Regions from separate parts of the Columba livia genome. Here region 2 is linked to region 1. A link is a contact called in public Hi-C data. All regions are on one chromosome and are shown on one strand. The core of a region is the stretch at or near the end of the contact, and the rest is flanking DNA. Distances in the headings are between cores, read along the strand shown. Region 1 overlaps RERE (arginine-glutamic acid dipeptide repeats). Region 2 overlaps RERE (arginine-glutamic acid dipeptide repeats).

Region 1 (4,133 bases), core at 556-3,055:
CCTATTTGTCAGAGTTGGCAGAGGCACATAGACCAAGCTTAAAATTGTGAGAATGCCTGAGCTCGGCTCTGGGGAGCTGCTCACAGCTGGTCTTTCTCTTCCCTGCTGCAGTTTTTCAATACTTTACCTTGTTTAGACCAAGACGAGAGTTCTGCCGTTTCTGTCTCGTAATAAGCAGTACCCATGCGCTGCTCTCCGTTCCCTGTCCCATTCGGGAGGGCAGTGGGTTTGCTGCCTGTTTACACACATCTGCACCTCTTGTGTTGGCAGCTCCTGGGTTTGCGGACGTTCGTGACCAAAACCTGCATTTTTTCTCCCAATCTTAGCAGCGTATGCCAATATTCTGGGTTATGTGGCATCAGCCTGGCGGTGACAGCCAGCGATCCACTGGCCTGTACTGGAGGTGCGTACCGTAAACCTATGGCACAAAACTCCGCCTGTATAGTCCCCTTTCTTGATGAGCCCTCGGTGCTTGGGCAGGTGTTGTAACCAGGACTGGTGAACCCGGAGGATTCAGGGAGATGCTGGACACAGTGTTTTTACCACAGGACTTGAGCTAAATTGAGTTGACTTAATAAAATCTTGATGCATTCCAGAGAGATTGTGAATTCATTAAGACCACGGCTGGACAATCTGTTCCCCTCCGCTCTGCCACGGCTGCTTTATAGCCATTGAAGAGAGTTGTCATTTACCTTTTCTGTTTAATTACTGTAAAGCTATTCCTCCTCCCCCATGATTTTATATTTTTCCCTGGCAGAGCGAGGCTCTGGGGAAATTAAACAGCAATTATTATGTTTGCTCACTCTGTTATACCATAACAGATACTTGAGGGTGAGCTGATGTGTTTGTGTGATTGGCTTCCATGGGAGCGGCAGGGCTGTCAGAACCTCTCAAATCCAGAAACGCAGCGTTAATCCTTTGTTTACCTAAGGCAAGACTAAGCACAAACACAGGGCACAGCTTGTATTGTGTATTTTACATTTGAAAACTGCTGATAAGGAGCGAGAAACCAGGGCACGCAGCGCTTGCTGGCGCTGGAGTTAGTTTGGTAAGGGTATGGAGGAGTTAGTCAGGCTTGTCCTGGTGTTTGGGGAAAAAATATGGGTGAGGGCGGTGGGTGAAAACGGTGGGAGAAGGAAGAGAAAGATGCTACACGCCGAGGAAATAATCTAATAAATGCAGGTGGCTGTGCTGGGTGAGGGAGGATGGGGCTGGTGGGCACCTGGAGACTGAACTGAACTGCAGAGGACGTCTCAGGGCTGCATCCTCCTGCAGGACGGGATCTGAACCATTTCCTTCTCTGTACAAATAATCCCTGCAACAGGGCTCGGAGGAGATGAAGCGTGACTCATTTCTATGTACCTACACCGCGGGGCGAAATGGCCTTGGCAGGAGAAGGCGAGAGATTGGAGGAGTTGTGAGCTCTGGATGTATTTTAGAATTGATGAAAGCTGAACCACGGATTTTAGCGGAGAACATATCCCCTCCGTCTTGCAGAAACTCCACTAGCGGCAGAGCAGATGTTGTCGAGGAAAGGTGGCGCTGGGTTAGAGAGCGACCAGCAAGGTCAGTGTTGGAGCAGCAGGTTCAGCCCTCCCTGGGCTTGGCTTGTGAGCCCCGAGTTTCATTTCCACCCGCCAGAGCCCTCCGTGCTCTCACCCCTTCCCTGATTTACCTCTGGAAATGAGGGGGATGTCACTCTTAAGTTGAGTGAGTATAATGACGCAATGAGGGATGGTTCAGTCTGCTTTATCTGGTGTGATTTTAGCACGCACGTCACTAGCAATACCCAGTTCCTGGCATGAAAAGCTTGACCGGAGACACACAGTGTGTTTCAGGTTGTGAGGTCAGGGCTGTTCCCCGGGTGTAGAACCACTGTCCAGACAACCAGATGGAGAGCAGCGGCTCCCACCGCCGGCTCGCAGTCGGTGCGGAGATGTGGGACGCGTTGACTGCGAGACCTTGCGGTGAGCTGAGATCACCGGGAACAAAATGATCATTACAGGCCATTCATGTCAGCAGCTTCATGCTTTTCTGTTTGCTTGCAAGCAAAACCAGCAGCTAATTTGCAAGGCTGCCTTTTGTAAAAGGGCCTTTTGATCAATGCGTGCCTGTGTTAATGTTTCAGTAGGCTATTGATTTCTGCAGCGCCTTTTGTTCCCTGAATTTATGTGCGATGGGTTTTGGCAGCGCACACTGTGCATGTTTGATTAAAGTTCATTTGACTTTGCTCGCAGTGAAGCTGGAAGCTGCTTTTACTCCCTGTTTGTAGAACCAGGGCTTTTCTGAGTTACTCCTTTGTGCTCCAGCTCCTGCCCCCCGTGCAGGCACCACCGCGCTGCTGCTAATCCTTCCACTCACCCCTCTCCAGCGTTTAATCCCTTAGGTAGACAATATAATATTAGATAGCCAGGCAGCTAACAAGACCTGGCATGGAATTTTTCCGGTGTAGTATGTGCCTAACCTGCGTGCACGTATAAAACATTAACGTTCTCTATGGATACTCCTCTCTGAGTTTTACTTCTCTGTTTTTATCAGAGAGTTACGTCATTTACCAAGTCACAACCCTGTGCAGTCTCACCATGGATTTATCTTCTGTATTTCACAGAATATTCTCCAATCCTTTTAATACACCCAGATTTGATAGGTGGGGTACGACTAGTTGTTAAATAAATTGGTTTCATCTTGACCTGCTTGCAGTTGAGACTCAAGTTTCCAGAGGGTCTCAGGGGAAAAAAGGCATTATGATCATGAGCTTATTATTTATAAATATACACCATTTATTTTTTAAAAGTCTGGTAGCGCATGTATAAGTTGTGAAACTTCCCTTGGGACCTTGCGACGTGTAAACAGAGCTCAGAGATGTTCCCGGTTGCTGTTTTATGATGGGAGGAGGACAGATCGGTGCGTGCTCTGTTGCCACGTGTCAGAGGACCCATCAGTTCACTGCCATAGAGACTTGGGATTTACTGACACCTCAGATTGGATATAAATGAATTTATAAGTAAAAAGTGGTGTTAGTTTCATTTGCAGGACACTTTCCACCTCTGACAAGCGTTGCCAAGCCTTTCCACAGAGCTCTGTGTGCCTCTGGGCACCGGCCAGATCCGCAGCTTGACAAACAGTCGCGCTGGATGGACTTTGAACCCGCTTAATGGACTCCAAGTAGAATGTTATTTCTAAAGCAAACACGTGCAGTTGAACAGGCGGCAGCAGAGCAGGGTGCTGGGGGCACAACTCCGTGTTCTTCCCAGGTCTGACATGGCTTAAATGCTCATCGCCAGCCTGCACCCGTTTTAGGTTTAGCTTATCCTCAGGAAAGAGTTTTGTATATATATTATTTTTCCTTTAATAGGGCTTTTGTCCTTCAGAATCAACAGTTGCAGGTAACGATTAATTTTGCCCATGTCTCCTCCTCTTTACCAAGTGTCGCTCCAAATACAATTTGGTGTGAACATGGTTGGAGCTTGTGCTGGAGATCAATCCCATCAATCCCAGTCTATAGCAGCGCCGATTAAAAATGCATTTATTCTGTCTATCGCCAGCAGTCAAAGTTGTGGTTATGTTCTCTTCCTGCTGTTTCTGGTTTTAAATCAGGCATTGGTAAAATTCACGTCTTAAATGTCAGCAGTTAATGCCTAGAACAACATCCTCCTTTTGTCTTTCAAGTGTTGCAGTGGTACAGATGTTAGTCAGGGCTGTAATTGCTTGTTCCAGGCCCTTGGGAGAGTTTGGATTAAGGGTGTGTCTTTATTAGACTCGACTTGAGTGATGTGCCCCGAGCACAGGCTGCAGGATTTCCCTGTGGAGGGAGCGGGCTGGGGCTGTGCTGTTTGATCACATAAAACGCAGTTCAAAGGAGGCCTTTTTGTGGGTAATTCAAGTATGTTTGTTCTCATGTTGATTTTTCAAGGGGCTGGTTAGAACTTCTCCATTATTTTCCTCTTGCGACTTGAAAGCAGCAACACCTTTTACCTTAGAGGCAGACAAGTCGCCAGGAAATGATGGGGTTTCAAAGTAAGAGAAAAGAGATTAAAACCACATGCTGTTCTTCGGTTCGGCGTTACATCCGCTACTTCCAATAGCAGCTGCTCCGGTTTTTGACTGTAAGCCAGATTCATTATGCTGTGAAA
Region 2 (4,133 bases), core at 765-3,264, 120 kb before region 1:
TTTCCTATCTCTACTGTGATTTCAATAAAGGCCCGTAAATCCATTGCAAATTTTACATATCTGTTAGTTCAATTTCTGCTCTGCTTGGTGTGTTGAGAAAATCTCTTGGTAAAGAATCCGTCTTATTCTGGAAGGCAGATTGTAAAGGCAGCATTTGGCAGCCGTTTCCTTCAGCTCATGCTTTATATTCCAATAGTTTAAACACTCCACAGGCTGTTGATAGAGGTATCAGATTTTCCGTTCCCAACGTTACTTGTAGTTGAAGCTGGAGGGGAGAACAGACAAACTTCCCATGTTTTACAATTGCTTTGATAGAGTTGAAAAAGATGCATTTGCTTCTTCCTTCCCTCCTTTTCTTTAGCTTTGCCCTCCCATCCTCCCCCTACATTTAACTAGTGAGGGTTTTATGATTTCTTGTGTCTCGTGGGTTTTTTCCAAATCACTTATTAAATTTCTCCTTTTAAATATTACTTTTTTCCTTGACAGACGTGGATTTTTCTTGTTTTCTTTAAGAGAATACCTTCTGTAATAAATTGTGTGTGTCACTTTGTCATTACATTCAATAAACTACTGAACAGGTTGATGTCTTGCTGTAAGTACCACCAAGTCTGGCAGACACGACTGGATCTTGGTTTAATATTCTTGGCTTACAATGCACCATTCTGTAATTTGGAGTTTCCCAGGGCAGGGATTTTCTAAAAAACCCCAAAACAACCATTTTTGAGTGTAAGTATTGGTCCTTACACAGGAGAGGAAACAAAACAGAGGAGAAATACTGAAAAAAGCGAGACCTGTGATTAGCAGCCATTAACTTTTTTGCTTAAGTCTGGGTTGTTTTGCTTTCCAGGTCTGAAAGGCGGAGCTGGGTTTCAAGTTACTGCTCTGCTTGTTCCCTCGTAGCTCGGTCACAATATCCCAAATGAGTTCATTCCGCTTTGTGCTTACATACTTACCTATGCACATAAACGCTTTTATTTAAACGTCTTGCCAAGTTTCCGCATTCCTCACCTCGTTAATCTTTTTGTTTTATCTTCATTTCCCTTCCCAAATAAAGCTTATTGTCCTGCTGGGGGAGTTTTATCCTTTTTGAGGTGCAGCTACATTGTCCTTTAATTAAGTTTTAACTGTAAATAGAAAATGCTTTTTGTTGCGTGCACTGAGTCTGGTTTGAGGGGTTTCTGTAGGTGGTGGAATTGGGTCCTGGGCATTTGGAGGGGGGGACTGAACCCAACTATGAACATTTACCTAATTGTGTGGGAACTTGGGATCGAACTCCTCGTGGGCTTGGTCATGTCTGTTTGGTTTTTGGGCTTCTTTTGGTTGGTTTGTTGCCCTCCCAGCACTTAGTAAGTGAAGCTTTCCTGTAAAACCCGGTCACACACATGAACTGCCTCAGTCTTCACGACTTGTTTTTCCTTTCCTGCTGTGACAAACGCTGCGACTGTCCACGGTGCTCTGTAACAACAACCTACCAGATTCAGTCTGAAGACCCGTGGAGTGCAGTTATGCGGGACTTCTGTGTCCTTCGAGTCTCTCCCCCCATTCCTCAGTCGAGTGATGCGCTGACTGTAGCTACAGGAATATTTTGGCTGAGTCTGGATGGGCTGAGAAAGCATTTGAGTCAACTTATGGTATTTTTACCTAATAACAAGCGATTGTATTACTAAGCAGTAGGTACCTTCAGTGCACACATCTTGGAATTTAAGTTGTTTTTCTTTGTTTGTGCTTGTGAGACTTGTGCATCTCTTGTCAGGTGGAGTTTGGTCCTAGAGGTGTGACCTTACAGGGGTGGCAAAGGAGTTGGTGGCGGTTGTTGGTGGCAGTTACAGCAAGGGTGGTGGTTGGGGCTCTTGGGCCTGAGGGTGGTTAAAATGAGGTTTGAGACTTCTCCGTATTTGGTCAGATCCTCCTTTCCCAGGGATTTTAACAGTGACCTGTCAGGATTTACAGCTTCTGCAATACAAGCCTGGACACCGCGTAAGTACAGAAAAGGAGTCGTAGCTCTTGCGCCATAAAATGTGTGATAGTGTTGGTAGTTTGCTTTAGCAGGCTCTAGGTTAGACACTGCACACCTAGAGGCTTGCGGAGGGGTGGAAATCACCCCAAACAAAACACCCAAAGCAAAGAGACAAAATCCAACCCAACAAAAAAAGCCGCACCTCTGAAGGTTGGTGGTCTGCACAGGGTACAGGTTCCATTTGGGGATTTGCGAGAGGAAGGAAATGGTTGATCCAAATTGCAGCAGTTACACACTAAATTAAAATGGCTCGTCGTGTGCTGATTTTTTACGAACTGCTGTGTATGTAACCGTGCTGGAGCGGAAGCGGGCAAGACGGATTGTGTTTAACTGTGTGCAGAGTTTACAGTCTCCTTAGGCAGGCTTGGATTACAGAATGAAATGGCCTTTTGATTATGTTGAAGCAATAATAACGTTGCACTGTATTTCCTCTTGGAGATTACGTTCTGGTGGTGTGGAGAAGCGCCCTGTATGGCTGTGGAGCGAGCTGCAGCTGAATTAGTGCTGTGGCAAGACGCTGTTTAAAACTCAGTGTGTTTCCTGTTGTGTATTCTCTACAAGTGTAGACAGGACTCGTCCTGCTTCAAGCAGGTTTGAAGACATTTGTGTGTAGACAATACTGTTTTGTAGAAGTTCGTATCGTTTATTCTCAGCTGTGTTTATACTAATAAAACATTACCTCTAACCTGACCAAATATTTTGTATTTAGGATAGAGTCTAGGCTTGGTATTGCATTGAAAACAAACAGACAGGTAACAAATACTCAGTGCTCGTGTTGGGAGCAATGCAGAGGTGACCGACCTTTCCTGCTGGTAGCCCAGCCTGCTTTTCCTCTGCTAAAGAAGCTCCAGTTGACCATTGGCCTCAGCAATTCTCTAGTGAACTTCCAGCTGAAATTGTCTCTGCAGGCTTCTTGTTTTACTGGAGGCATCCTTGTGATTGTAGCTGGGAATGTATGGCAAGCTTGTCACTTCATCCCAGTCCTCATGACATTAGTGGCCTGCCCAGTGGAGCCCCAGTGGGCTAACTGGGCTCTTAAATCAGGGATTGTTGTGGTGACCTGTGACTTATTGATGAATACAGGGGGCAATGGCAGCACGGTGCTGCCCCTCATAGAGGAGGAGGAATGGAACTATAGAGACAAGTGACAGAATCCCTCTCCATCCTCCATCAAAAACAGCTCCTGCAAAGCAAGAAACCAACCAACCAAGGAATTTTACAAGAGAGTCCTTTCTAAAGGGAGCAGGAGGTTCAGTATGCAGGCCTGATTCTCACTGGGGTCAAGGTTAAAGCCATAAAAACCTGGCTGCCTCCAACCATTTAGGGACATGGTTTAGTGCTAGAGCGAGTTGGACTCAATGATCCTGAGGGTCTCTTCCTAACCCAAATAATTCTATGTGATGTTAAACCAGGAAACAGTGCTGTGGCAATAATATGAAGCTGGTGGCTTGTTCTCCTTGAACCTGCTCTACCCGCCACCAAATCCAAAGGGAGAGCCTGATCTACATGGAGCTCTGAAGACATTGTTAAGTCCCCTTTTAAAAATAGGTTCAGCTTAGCAGGGGTTTAATGTGGCACTTGTTGCTTGCCTAAGCTGGGCAGTAGTGTTGTGCTAGCTTTTTTTTGTTAAGAACGCATCTCCATGTGTTCTTAAAAGTCGAAGGCTTATATTTGTAATAATTAGTGCAAGCCAGACAGTGTACTTGAACCTGCTTTAAAAAAGAAAAGTTAATGGGGTGAGTTAATTGCACGAGTTCAGAGTGAGCTGCTTTTAAGTGTTTGTGGGACCTCTTTGTCTTGGATGTCTCTTAAAAAAAGGCAACCCAAACTTAATTTACCGATTGAATCTGTATATTCTCATTAAACCTGTTTATGGTCAGTGTTTCAAGTGTGTACATATCTGGGAGACCTGAAATTGCTCCTTTGGAGCAGTTTTTTTAGTGGATGCAATGTCGATTTGTACTTTGGCAAATTCTGTTGGAAGCAGCAGAGAATGCTGCTGATCAATAGGTCTTGTGGCTTGGAGGGAGTGTGCCTGTATTTAATATTCTTTGAATTTGTATATCTGCATTTAATATTCTTCAAATATGGTAGGACTTGTGCAAAGTTATGAATT

The links. Hi-C and Micro-C count contacts between places; a contact is called where the count stands out from the background.
Region 2: a Hi-C map of liver shows a contact between it and region 1, with 2.7 times the contacts expected there. The contact joins two enhancer-like sites. A contact is called at or near these places in 2 of 2 Hi-C or Micro-C datasets (crop and liver).

Annotation. Positions count from the first base shown.
Region 1 is chr21:2,869,388-2,873,520 of bColLiv1.pat.W.v2, reverse strand. The region is part of intron 11 of RERE (arginine-glutamic acid dipeptide repeats); the gene reads left to right. Among named protein-coding and RNA genes, the nearest start is that of SAMD11, 92 kb to the right of the region's middle. Within about 2 kb of position 1,805, at least 2 of the 3 cell types and tissues checked have an H3K27ac peak away from gene starts, as active enhancers do.
Region 2 is chr21:2,987,537-2,991,669 of bColLiv1.pat.W.v2, reverse strand. The region is part of intron 1 of RERE (arginine-glutamic acid dipeptide repeats); the gene reads left to right. Among named protein-coding and RNA genes, the nearest start is that of RERE, 30 kb to the left of the region's middle. Within about 2 kb of position 2,014, at least 2 of the 3 cell types and tissues checked have an H3K27ac peak away from gene starts, as active enhancers do.